Linked DNA regions of Mus musculus: region 2 is linked to region 1. The links are chromatin contacts, called in public HiChIP or PLAC-seq maps. All regions are on one chromosome and are shown on one strand. Each heading gives the region's core, a stretch centred on a gene start, on an enhancer-like site or on the middle of the called end of the contact. The rest is flanking DNA. Distances are from core to core; before and after follow the strand shown.

Region 1 (5,178 bases), core at 1,968-4,467:
GTGATGCTTTATTTTCAACCCCCCCTTTGGTTTTATGCATTCTTTAAAGTGTTCCCCTTGACAGAAATATAGGGCAAGTGTTACTAGACCCATTTGCTCATGAAAAAGTGAGTTTCAAAAAGGATATGACAAAACTAAGTTTGAAGCAAAGGGGCTAGAGGTCTGTCTCCTGAATCTGATACCAACCACTCCTTTGAGATATTGTCTTGTCTATTACACTCCACCCCTGAGTGCATTTATTTAAGGAGTGTGTGTGTATGTGTGTGTGTGTGTGTGTGTGTGTGTGTGTGCGTGTGCACTTGTGTATGTGCATATATGCTTGCTATTTACATGTGTTGGATTTTAAAGATTTGCTGTCAAATAAAAAAGGATGCAGTCTTAGAAGAGAAAACGTACAGAAGAGACAAACCACTGACTTACCTGTTAGCTGATCAGGTTCTGTTCCTCCATGGCCAGCTATGGGTTCTAGAGATGAAGAATGAGATGCCAAGTGCCTTAGTTAGGTTTTATTCCTGTGAAGAGACACCATAACCATGGCAACTCTTAAAAGGAAAACATTTGCCTGGGACTGACTTAGAGTTTAGAGGTTTCGTCCATTATCATCACGGTGGGATGCACGGCAGTGTGCAGGCACACATGGTGCTGTAGAAGCTGAGAGTTCCACATCTTGATCAGAAGGAAACAGAAGGAACCTCTGTGCCACACAGGGGCAGCTCGAGCATAAATAAGACCTCAAAGCCCCGCCAAACACAACAGTGGCACATCTCCAATATGGCCACACCTACTCCAACAAGACCCCAGTTCCTAATTGTGCCACTCCCTATGGACCAAACATTCAAACACATGAGATTATAGGAGCCATTTTACTCAATCCCCCACACAAAGTTAAAACACAGAGCCTGAATCTTAGAGGACAGATTAGTGAGATCAAGGAACCTCTGACTTGGTATACCAGGTTGACTCAAAAGAGTTGACCAGAACTCAAAAGGCCCCTGCCCTATCCTCTGAAACATTTGTTCACCAACACGGATGACCGAGGTCAAATATAACAACAGGTTTGGTGACACATCTTTCTAGACCTGACTCAGGCATAGGAAAGTGTGAGGCATGTGGCCTTAGATGTATGAGGAACGCTTTGGGGATTCTACTGGGGCAAGAGTATAGTATAGGCACATCTAGTCACTGCAGAGCATTCCCTTGGAATAAAGAGCTAATTGAGCTTTTTGTCTTGCTGGTGGTCATGTTATTTAGGTTTTAACTGTGCAGCCACGTCACACATACGTACAAAGTACATCACAGGCTTCCTCTCATCAGTCTGCCTCCTTCACTCTCAACTCACCTCCCTTTACCTCTGAAGTATCCTGTCCATGGGTTGTTTCTATTGTCCCATGGTACATCCAGTTCCAACCTCACACCCAAATACTGCCCACTTTCTACCTAACTGGGCCACAATAGGTTAGTATGCATGCCCAGCTCTCTACCCACGGTGTATTTGAAAGAGATGTCAGTGCTACAGTAAAAGTGTCTTAGTCATGATGAGTCACAATTGTAATCCTAGCTCTCCAAAGAAAAGTCGTGAGCTCAAGGCCAGCCTTGACTACTTACTGAGAATATGTCTCAAAAAAGGAAAAAAGTGCCATATGTAATACCCACTTTGCAGAACAGGAAACTGAGGTCTAGCCTAGGATATGACTTTGTAATAGCAAAGGTAGGGCCAGAACCAGAAAGCTATAGGCTCCTTTGTCCAGTTCTCTGGAATATCACAATCGTGACAAAATTGAGTTTGACCAAGGACAAAGTTGAGTTGACAAAGATCTGTAATCCACCGTCCTTAGTCTCTCTTTGGAGTCCACTGTTACCTTCAAGAGCCAGAACAATTGTTCTGTATCCTCCCTATTCACCAAAATTCCTGAGACACCTCTGAGAAGACATGCTTATACCAAGTCAATGAGTGGGGCACAGAAAGAAGAAAAGGCTTCCATCAAAAGAGGCATCATTCTGCCTGTGGTGGTTAGAGGTGGGAGTAAGGATGGAACTCGGAACTGGAACTGGGGAACGTATAGATAGAGAGACGTCTGGCATAAACTCTCCTGTCTCAGTCTCCCAGGTCTCCCAGGTGCTGGGATTACAGGCTGGCTGGCTATTTATTTTCCCTCTTTAGTGTTCAGGAAGCTAGAATTACATAATTAAATAAAGCTTTAAATTAATCTAGGGTCAAAAGCAGGAGGGAGCAGCAGAGGTTTGGGGCAGGAGAGTGTCAGAAAGACTCTGATTCAGTCATGCTATTAGTGATCCCTACTCTCCTTCCCTTAACCTGCCCCTTTCAGGGCAAAGCTGGCAATTTCTGGACAGCGCCTCTGCCTTCAGACTGGCCTGCTTTTCACTATCTTACCCTCAGTGTACCCTCAGATAGGTGGTGAAAAGTGGGTGGATGGCTGATGCTTTTACTGCTGGGGATCGAAATTAAGGCCACAACCTTTATCTCTGAGCTAATTATCCAGCCCGCCCTGCCTATATATTTCTACTTTATATTTTGAAACAAGGTTACACTTCGGTGCTCCAGGCAGGACTTGAATTTTTAATTCTCCTGTTTCAGCCTCTCTCAAGTCCCTGGGATTACTGGCTAGCATCACTCAGGCTTCTGAAGTGTCAAAATTTAATTGGATCTTTTTGAGGACTGAAGTCAGGAGGCTCTGGGCTCTCTGGTCTATAATCGCAGCAAGGTGAAGCAATACCCTCATAACCCCTCTAGACCGTTAGTTTGGTCCTTAAACCAAGAAACTCAACCTTTTGCTGGGGTTGTGGCTGGGAGTTGGGCTGGAGAAATCACCGGTAAGAGGCAGAGGTAGCAAAGAAGAAGGGAATGCAGAAAATGGGTAAAGAAAATGCAAAGGCGAATAGAATGCAGACAGAGAAAGCAAGAACGAGGAGACAGTGGAAGATGAGGAAAGATAGAGAAAGGCTGAACAGACAGGAACCCCCGAGTGTGATGAAACGAGAGCTAAGAAACTGCGAGCCTGACCGGCGCGGGCTTTGGGCACAGAGGAGCCAGGAGGTCGGAGCAACCCCAGCTGTCAGTCTGGAACAAAGGCCGGGGAGAGAGCAGGACAGGGTGCAGGCAGTGCGGGCCAATGAATGTCGTTGACTCTGGCCCCGCCCCACTCGTGCCCCGCCCCACCCCGCCCCGCCGGCGGCCAGGGACCCAGCGCAAGGGCCAGAGCGCCCGGACGAGCTGGCGGGCTCTGGGAGGCTCCGACAAGCTCACAGTCCGAAAGTTTCTCTGTCTTTCTGCTGCTCCTGGGAGTGTGACTTGAGCGACGCGGGATCCGCCGGCTCTAGGAGCCCTCCAGAAAAAGAGAAAGGGGCACTGCACAAAATACACCGAAAAATCAAAATCTGCAGCCATTTGCAGCTATCCCCAAGGCGGAGGAGGACAGACAGGTAAGGTACGGGTACCCAGGGTCCTGTTCCTCCTTCGTGCAGGGTCTACAGCTCTGCGGACGGCCCAGACACAGGGAAGACTTCGCTTTCTACAGCATACCACTCCCGGGAGTGAGTCCGCTCGTCTGTCGGTCTTTGTCTGTCTGTGTCCGCGTCTGTCTAGGTGTCTTTGTTTCTACATGTAACTATCGGGGTGAAGGGCAGTGGTAGGTGTGGGGGAGTCTTCTTCCCTGTCACTGATTGTATTTCTAATCTGACCCCAGCCGGAAGGAAATGGTGTGCATCAGTCAATCCTTATGTCTTTGTCTGTCAGACCGGGGATTCTCGTAAACCTGAATTTCATCTTGGAGACGTGCATTAGGTGACATGAATGTAGAGATGAAGAAATGAGAGGTGAGGAAGTGAGGCCACAGAGACTGGGGCCCCAGACAGAGGATCCAGCTGCTGGCGACTGGCTAGTGAACTTTACCTTGCTGGCTGGAACTTTGGAGGTACATGTGTCTGGAAGGAATAGGAATGAGCTTGGACGAATACACAGGTAGACAGACACATAGACACACACTGACACACCTCAGTTCACTCCTTTTTCTCATTCACCACAGGGAATCAGATCCCCTCTGTTTTTGCTTCTCATCTGCCCTGGCTTCACTCAGCAATAGAAACCCAAACACCACGGACCAGGTGATGTTTCCCTTCCCTGCTCCAAGTGGAAGGGATTAAACTGTGGCACATGTGAGCATTCTGCTCACCCACGGGTTGTCAGTCCTCAATTTCCCAAGCACTAGAGATGTTTAGGGATCCAAGAACCATGCCTTCTGCCCTCAGGTTTTCTGCATGCTCCTTGGATTGCTGAGGAGCAGGCTCTGGGTTCTGGGTAGCTGTCATCGAGACTTCTCCACCAGAGGGTCTCTCCTCCCTGGAAACACAATCTAGTCTCAGCCCATCACAGAGAGATGAGCTGCCCGCATGCACTTCTCCCAGAACCCAGATCCTGACGGGGGGGGGGGGGGGGCTGCTGGTAAGGGATTTTGAGGATTTGTAACCTGAGCTTCCTTCAAGTTCAGAAACAATTTTCTGCAGGCAGACAGAAGGAAAATGGAGGTGTTTGAAAGGTGTATGCACATGAATATCCAAGTTAGAGTTTACAGGGGTAAGAGTCTTCAAGGTTGGCACAGAGCAGAATGTGGGCAGGAGTCTGTGGGCAGAGAATGCACCCTAATCAGGCAATGGCCCACACCTTGTATTTACCTAGCTCTTTCTTCTGACCATTTTCAGTGCATCATAGATGTTATCTCATTTGTTGTCTCCTTTATCCTCACACCGTAACTACCACATTAGTATGAGATGTGATTTACTCTGTGTCTGCCAGTGAAGAAACAGAGGCACCAAAATGCAAGGGTGTTCCCTGAGATCCCATAACCAATGAGAGCCAAGTCCATCATTAATGAAATCCAAAACTTCATGTCTTAGCTGTGGAGATGGGAGTATAGAGCACTCATCTGCTAGAGTTGAGAAGAACTGTCTGTGTGTGGGGGGAGGGGGAGATGGCGGGGGGGGGGGAATGAGAGCATCCTTCCTGGAGGGTTCATGGAAGGACCAGACATTTGCTTTTGCTCAGGATGATTGTCTTTCCTATTTCTAGCCTATGTCTTGGCGCCCTCTGCAAGGCAAACCTGCTTTAGCCATTCAGTCTGTGCACTCTTGAGACTGAAGGAGATTTCCTTGTGTGGCTATCTA
Region 2 (5,178 bases), core at 1,711-4,210, 2.4 Mb before region 1:
TTCAGCACAGGAAGCGTTAGGGTCACCCTCTGCGGTGGTGGCTTTGGGGAGTCACTGATGGGAGCCACGATCTTCTCCCGCTCCTGGGGAAGGCAGCCAGTGAGGACTGGGATGGAACCGCCCCTCCAAGCACCAGGTCTACAATGCCAACAGGTTTTCCTGTTGCTCTCTTGGGTTTCTGAGACAGGGCCGTACTCAGTATCCAGGTGGCCCTCACCCTCACAGCAAATGCTGTGATGACAGACATGCACCACCATCATCATGGGAGCTGACGCTCGGCAGGGCGGAACTGAGGGGCACGGATGCTCAGATACCCAGAAGACTGACACAGCCTGGTGTATCAGGGCCAGGAGGCCCCCCCCCCCACGCTCACCTGTAGGAGGGGATGGTCAGGGAAGAGCGAACAGGTATGGCCGTCAGGGCCCACTCCCAGGATCAGCAGGTCAAACACAGGGACAGCGTCTCCTTGCAAGGCCTGACAGAAGGATGGTGGGTCAAGTGTGTGCGAGCTCAGAGGTAACACACAAAAAAGCTGAAATCTGGTTCTATCTCAGCTTAGACCACCTTCTGCTGAATGTGCCCGCTCAGCACATTCCCTACACAACAGTGGCCACTCCTGCACAGGGCAGCTTCAACATGGTATGAGGTCTGTAGGATTTTTTTTTTTTTTTTTTTGAGGGTAAGCATTACCCTCCAGCCCAAGCAGGCCTCAAAAAGCCTCCTGCCTTAGTCTCCTAAGTGCTAGGGGTCACAGATGCACTACCACACCTGACTGATCCAGTCCGGGGGCTTGTTTCCCATTTTAGTGGACAAGAACCTCAGGTCTGCAGATGAGTGTCCCTGAGATGTAAGGCTCCAGCCCAAGTCTCCCCACCATGGTGACAGTCTGTGTCCCTAAGCAGTCATCTCTGCCGCAGTCTTTTACAGCTTTCCTACCTGTCCCGGGACCCACCTGTCTCAGTTTCCTGGCATAGTCCTCTGCAGCATCCTCCACAGGTAGGGCAGGATTGATGGTAAGGACCTGGCTGTCTGGGATGGGCAGCTTTGAGAGCAGGTGTGTCTGTAGAAGGGGAAGGGATAGTCAAGGAGTAACATGACTTGCCTAAAGCCAGGAACCCTGAGTCACACGGCGTTCTTCTCCACAGCCTGGCTGACTCTTCGGAGTGGCTCGGGCTCCCTCAATCAGGGACTCAGCCTGGCTGCATCCAGTACACAGCTGGCACCTGACTATACAGAGGTGAACTCCAGGAAGAAGACTGTGATCTACTCTTAGACACCCTGCCTGTGTCTCCATGTCTGGCTCTTGGAGTAAGTCCAGCTCAGTGGAGCAATGCCAGGGAGAGGCTGGGGGCAAATGTCAGAATGCCAGGATGCTGTGCCCTAGAGATGGGGGTGCTGGGGACTCTGTTAACCAACAATGCTCAGGGCGCTGGGGACCCTGGAGAACAGAGGAGCACAGGGCTCCAGACTGAAGGCCATAGGAAGGTGAGCCAGGAAGGCAAAGGAGAACTGGCCGCTGAGTCCACTCTACATGGCTCCTGTCTCAGCCCATTGGGCAAGACACCTACTGCTCAAAGTGTCAACAGATTCCTGGTGATGAAATCCTGCTTCCTTCAAAGACCCAGCTGTTAACCAGGTCACCTCAGAGGGGCCTACTTAGGGGTCTTAGCTTTATTTTTCTTGAGTGGGCTGCATCAAAATAAGTCTCACGTTGCACAGGCTAGCCTCGAACTGGGTAGCTGGGAATGACCTTGAACTCCCGATCCTCCAGCCTCTACTTCCTCATTGCTGGGAAGACAGGGGTGCACCATCATTCCTGGTTTATATGACACTGGAAATGAAGCCTGGACCTTAAGCATTCTAGGCAAGCACAATATCAACTGAGCTACAAGTACCCTACCAACTGAGCCTTGTGCTAGTACACACAGCCAGTTCAGTGAAGTTCTTGGGCAGGCATCGTGTTCAAAGTGGTGCAGTTTCAGGTCCCTAGATGAGGGTCAAGGCGACATGAATCTTCTGTTTCCCCACCTGTAAGTAAGTGTAATGGCCCTTCCTCCCCTGCTTCAGACCCATGACACTGGACCAGCTTCCCCTAGGAGGTGGTGGCAGTCATCCAAGTGTGCTCAGAGCTCAATCCTCCATGCCTCAGTTTCCCTGTGTGTGACGCAGGGACCTCTGTAACCTATAGGGCGCCTTGTGGCCATCATACCCCAGGCTGCTGGGAGGCGATGGCCAACGGCTCTTGTTAAAGAAAACTGAGACCCAACACACCCTGGACACTAGAGGCAGGCTGAGTGCACAAACAGCCATGACCCACGAGGCCCCACAGCCAAGGTACGGCCCTTAGGAAGATACGGGGGACGGAGGCCCGTCAGGCTGCACTTGGATGGACATCACTGCGCATCCAGCAAGACCCCGTGGGGCCCGGAGCCCGCGGGTAGGCGTTGAAGCAGATCCTTGCGTTTCCTAGGCAGGCTGAGCCAGTTCGGCGTGGCCCGCGCTTCCTCGGCGGACTGAGCCGACTCCGCGTGGCCCACGGCGGCCCTTGTATCTTGAGTTTCCACGGTAGGCTGAGCCAGCTCGGCGTGGCCCACGGCGGCCCCCGTAGCCCGTACGGTGCGCGCCCCCGCAGCGCTCACCCGGTAGAGGCCGTACGTGCTCTCGGCGTGGTCGAAGGGCACGAGGCGCTCGTCGCAGAAGCCGAGCGTCCAGCGCGCAAAGCTGGCTGGTCCAGCGGGAGCGGCGGCGGCGGGCAGGTCTCGGGCTAGCATGGAGACCAGGCTGCCGCCTGACAGACCAAGCGCGAAGCGGCCACGGTCCCCTTCCAGGCAGCTCGCGGCCCGCTGCGCCACCAGCTGCGCCAGCGACGCGCCCAGCTCTTGCGGGCTGGAGAAGACCGAGATGAGACTGGGCGCGGGTGCTGCCATGGCGGTGGGGAGGCGGCGGCGCTCCCGGCAGAGGCCAGTACGCCAGTGCGCCTGCGCGACGGCCGCGCTGCCATGGGTCCGAGCACTTTGAGCCAAGGTCGTGGCGCATGTGCAGTTGCACAAAAGAAGCGTCGCCGGGGCCGGGCTAGCGGGTGGTTCCCGAAACCGCAGTGCTCCGCAGGGCTTTGAGGTGGGTAGTGGGCGGGCAGTCCCCGGCGCTTCCCTGGGCGAGACACGCCTTGCTGGCCCGGTTTCTCGCATTTTATTTAGTTTTTAAGCTGGAGTCTAGTAGCTCCGACTGGCCTCACGCTCCTGATCGTTCTTGATTGGAGTGCTGGGGTGACCGGAGTGCCACAGCACTCTTGAGCGTTTTTCAGGGTGCGGTCGGAAGCACAGAGTGCGCCAGCTGCAGCGTGATAAGGTCAGTAAGCTCTCAGGTGGCAAGGACAGGAGGCTAGCCGGGAGTTAGAGGCTGTGACGTCCCCATGCCTGCACGGCTCTCCCCACATTCGCCTATCTCGGCCAGTCGCCCCTTCTCTGTTACTCCAGCGGATGCGGCAGTTTGTAAGGTCTTCTGCTCACAGCTGTCTGCGGCAGAAAGAGGATTCCTCAAGACAACCGCCACACGACAGTTGAACATCTGCATTTGAATGTGAAACTGCCCCGGTTCTTGTGCTTGAGCCGGTGGCTCCCAGTCGCCCGTGCTATTTTAGGAAAATACAGAACCTTTAGGACTGTTAAGAGCCTTGACCCAAGTAGATCAGTCAGAAGGTGACAGCTGTTTCCACCACAAAGACCCAATTAAACCCCCTCTGGTTCCTCTCTCTTAATTTTCTCCCGCATGTATATCTTTGAACCAAGTGCATGCAGAGGCCAGGAGAGGGCATGGGATGCCCTGGAACTGTTAGATGGTTGTGGTCCTCTGTGTGGAAGGAGGGTAAAAAGCCGAACCGGTGATCTTAACCCCTGAGCCACTGCACCCTCCTGAACTCGAGAGAGCTCCAAAATCCAAGCAGTCAGTCACTGTGTCGGTACTGAACCCAGGGCCTTCTGCATGCTAAGCCCAGGCTAGACCATTGGCTGGACCCCAATCCTAAACCTACAGCCTTTCTGAGTGCCCATGTGAGGCTGCAAGTGGCAAGTTATACAGTGTGAAACACTGCAAGAACTTTGTTGTTATTCAAGACATGCTGCTGCTGCTGCTGCTGCCCTGACTGTCCTGGAACTCTGTGGACCAGGCTGTCCTCCAACTCACAGAGACCTGCCTGCCTCTCCTTCCCAAGTGCTGGGATTAAAGGCATGTGCCTTTGAACACATTTTAAAACCTTTTATCGTTTGTGAATTTAACATCATGCCCCCTAACCTCTCTCACCGCCCCCCTTCAGCTCATAACTTCCCACACCCTTGTCACCCTCCCAGTAGAGAAAATGCTCATGGAAGCTGTAGTGTGTCAGTGTGTCCCACAGTATAACCTGATGTTCACACTTCTTTGCTTGCAAATGTTCATTGCAATGACTTGGTCTGCTACAAGGTCTCTGGCTACTGCTACACTATCAATACTGAACCGTCAATGGGACTGTCTTGGATATCCTGTTGTTGCCCTGTGTCATAGAGGTCATTGTACTTTTGGATATGTAGGACTGGTCCCTTCATGTACCCCAGTAGTTCATCAGTGGGGTAGATGTTGGGGTGGGTCAATTCAAAGCCCTGGGTCTTGGCCTGAGAGGTATCTGAGCTGGTCAGCCCACTGGGGTTCTCACACCCTTGGGGACAGCTCACCAGCAAACCCTGCAACCAGGGTGTACTATGCTGCCCAATGTAGGTATAGGGCCTACTCTCCTGAATGCTTCAGCTGGTGAGGGACATGGCCAGTTCTCCCACTCTCATGACCTAGGGCCAACTCTCTGACTTGCCACAGGTGGTGAGGAACAAGAGAGGAAAGAGGGCATCTCTCTGGCTATGGGAGGTGCCAACTCTCCCATGACACTCAAGTGAGGAGTAAGGCCAGTTCTGCACAGCCCTCAGGCATCAACATGACTTCCAGCAGCTGACCAGACCAGAGATGTCCACCTAGCCTTTGGTGGCAGGCTGCACCTGGGCTGTAAACCCAGACATGGCCCTCAATGGCAGCACAAGCCAGGGCCCCACTATGGTCCTAGACATCACTGGCTTGTCTCTCTCTCTCTCTCCTCTTCCTCTCTCTCTCTCCTCTTCCTCTCTCTCTCTCTCTCTCTCTCTCTCTCTCTCTCTC

Evidence for each region. HiChIP or PLAC-seq counts read pairs in DNA pulled down with a chosen protein or histone mark.
Region 2: a contact with region 1 is called in an H3K4me3 HiChIP or PLAC-seq map of embryonic forebrain, with 5 times the contacts expected there. The contact joins the promoter of Pgls here to the promoter of Lzts1 in region 1. A contact is called at or near these places in 1 of 39 promoter capture datasets (liver) and 1 of 115 datasets of contacts at active chromatin or transcription factors (embryonic forebrain).

Annotation. Positions count from the first base shown.
Region 1 is chr8:69,182,237-69,187,414 of GRCm38.p6, reverse strand. It overlaps Lzts1 (leucine zipper, putative tumor suppressor 1), which reads left to right and starts at 3,217. Exons shown (of 4, transcript NM_001370971.1): 1 at 3,217-3,441.
Region 2 is chr8:71,589,966-71,595,143 of GRCm38.p6, reverse strand. It overlaps Pgls (6-phosphogluconolactonase), which reads right to left and starts at 2,960. Exons shown (of 5, transcript NM_025396.3): 1 at 2,640-2,960; 2 at 953-1,060; 3 at 374-475; 4 at 1-83. The coding sequence starts at 2,927.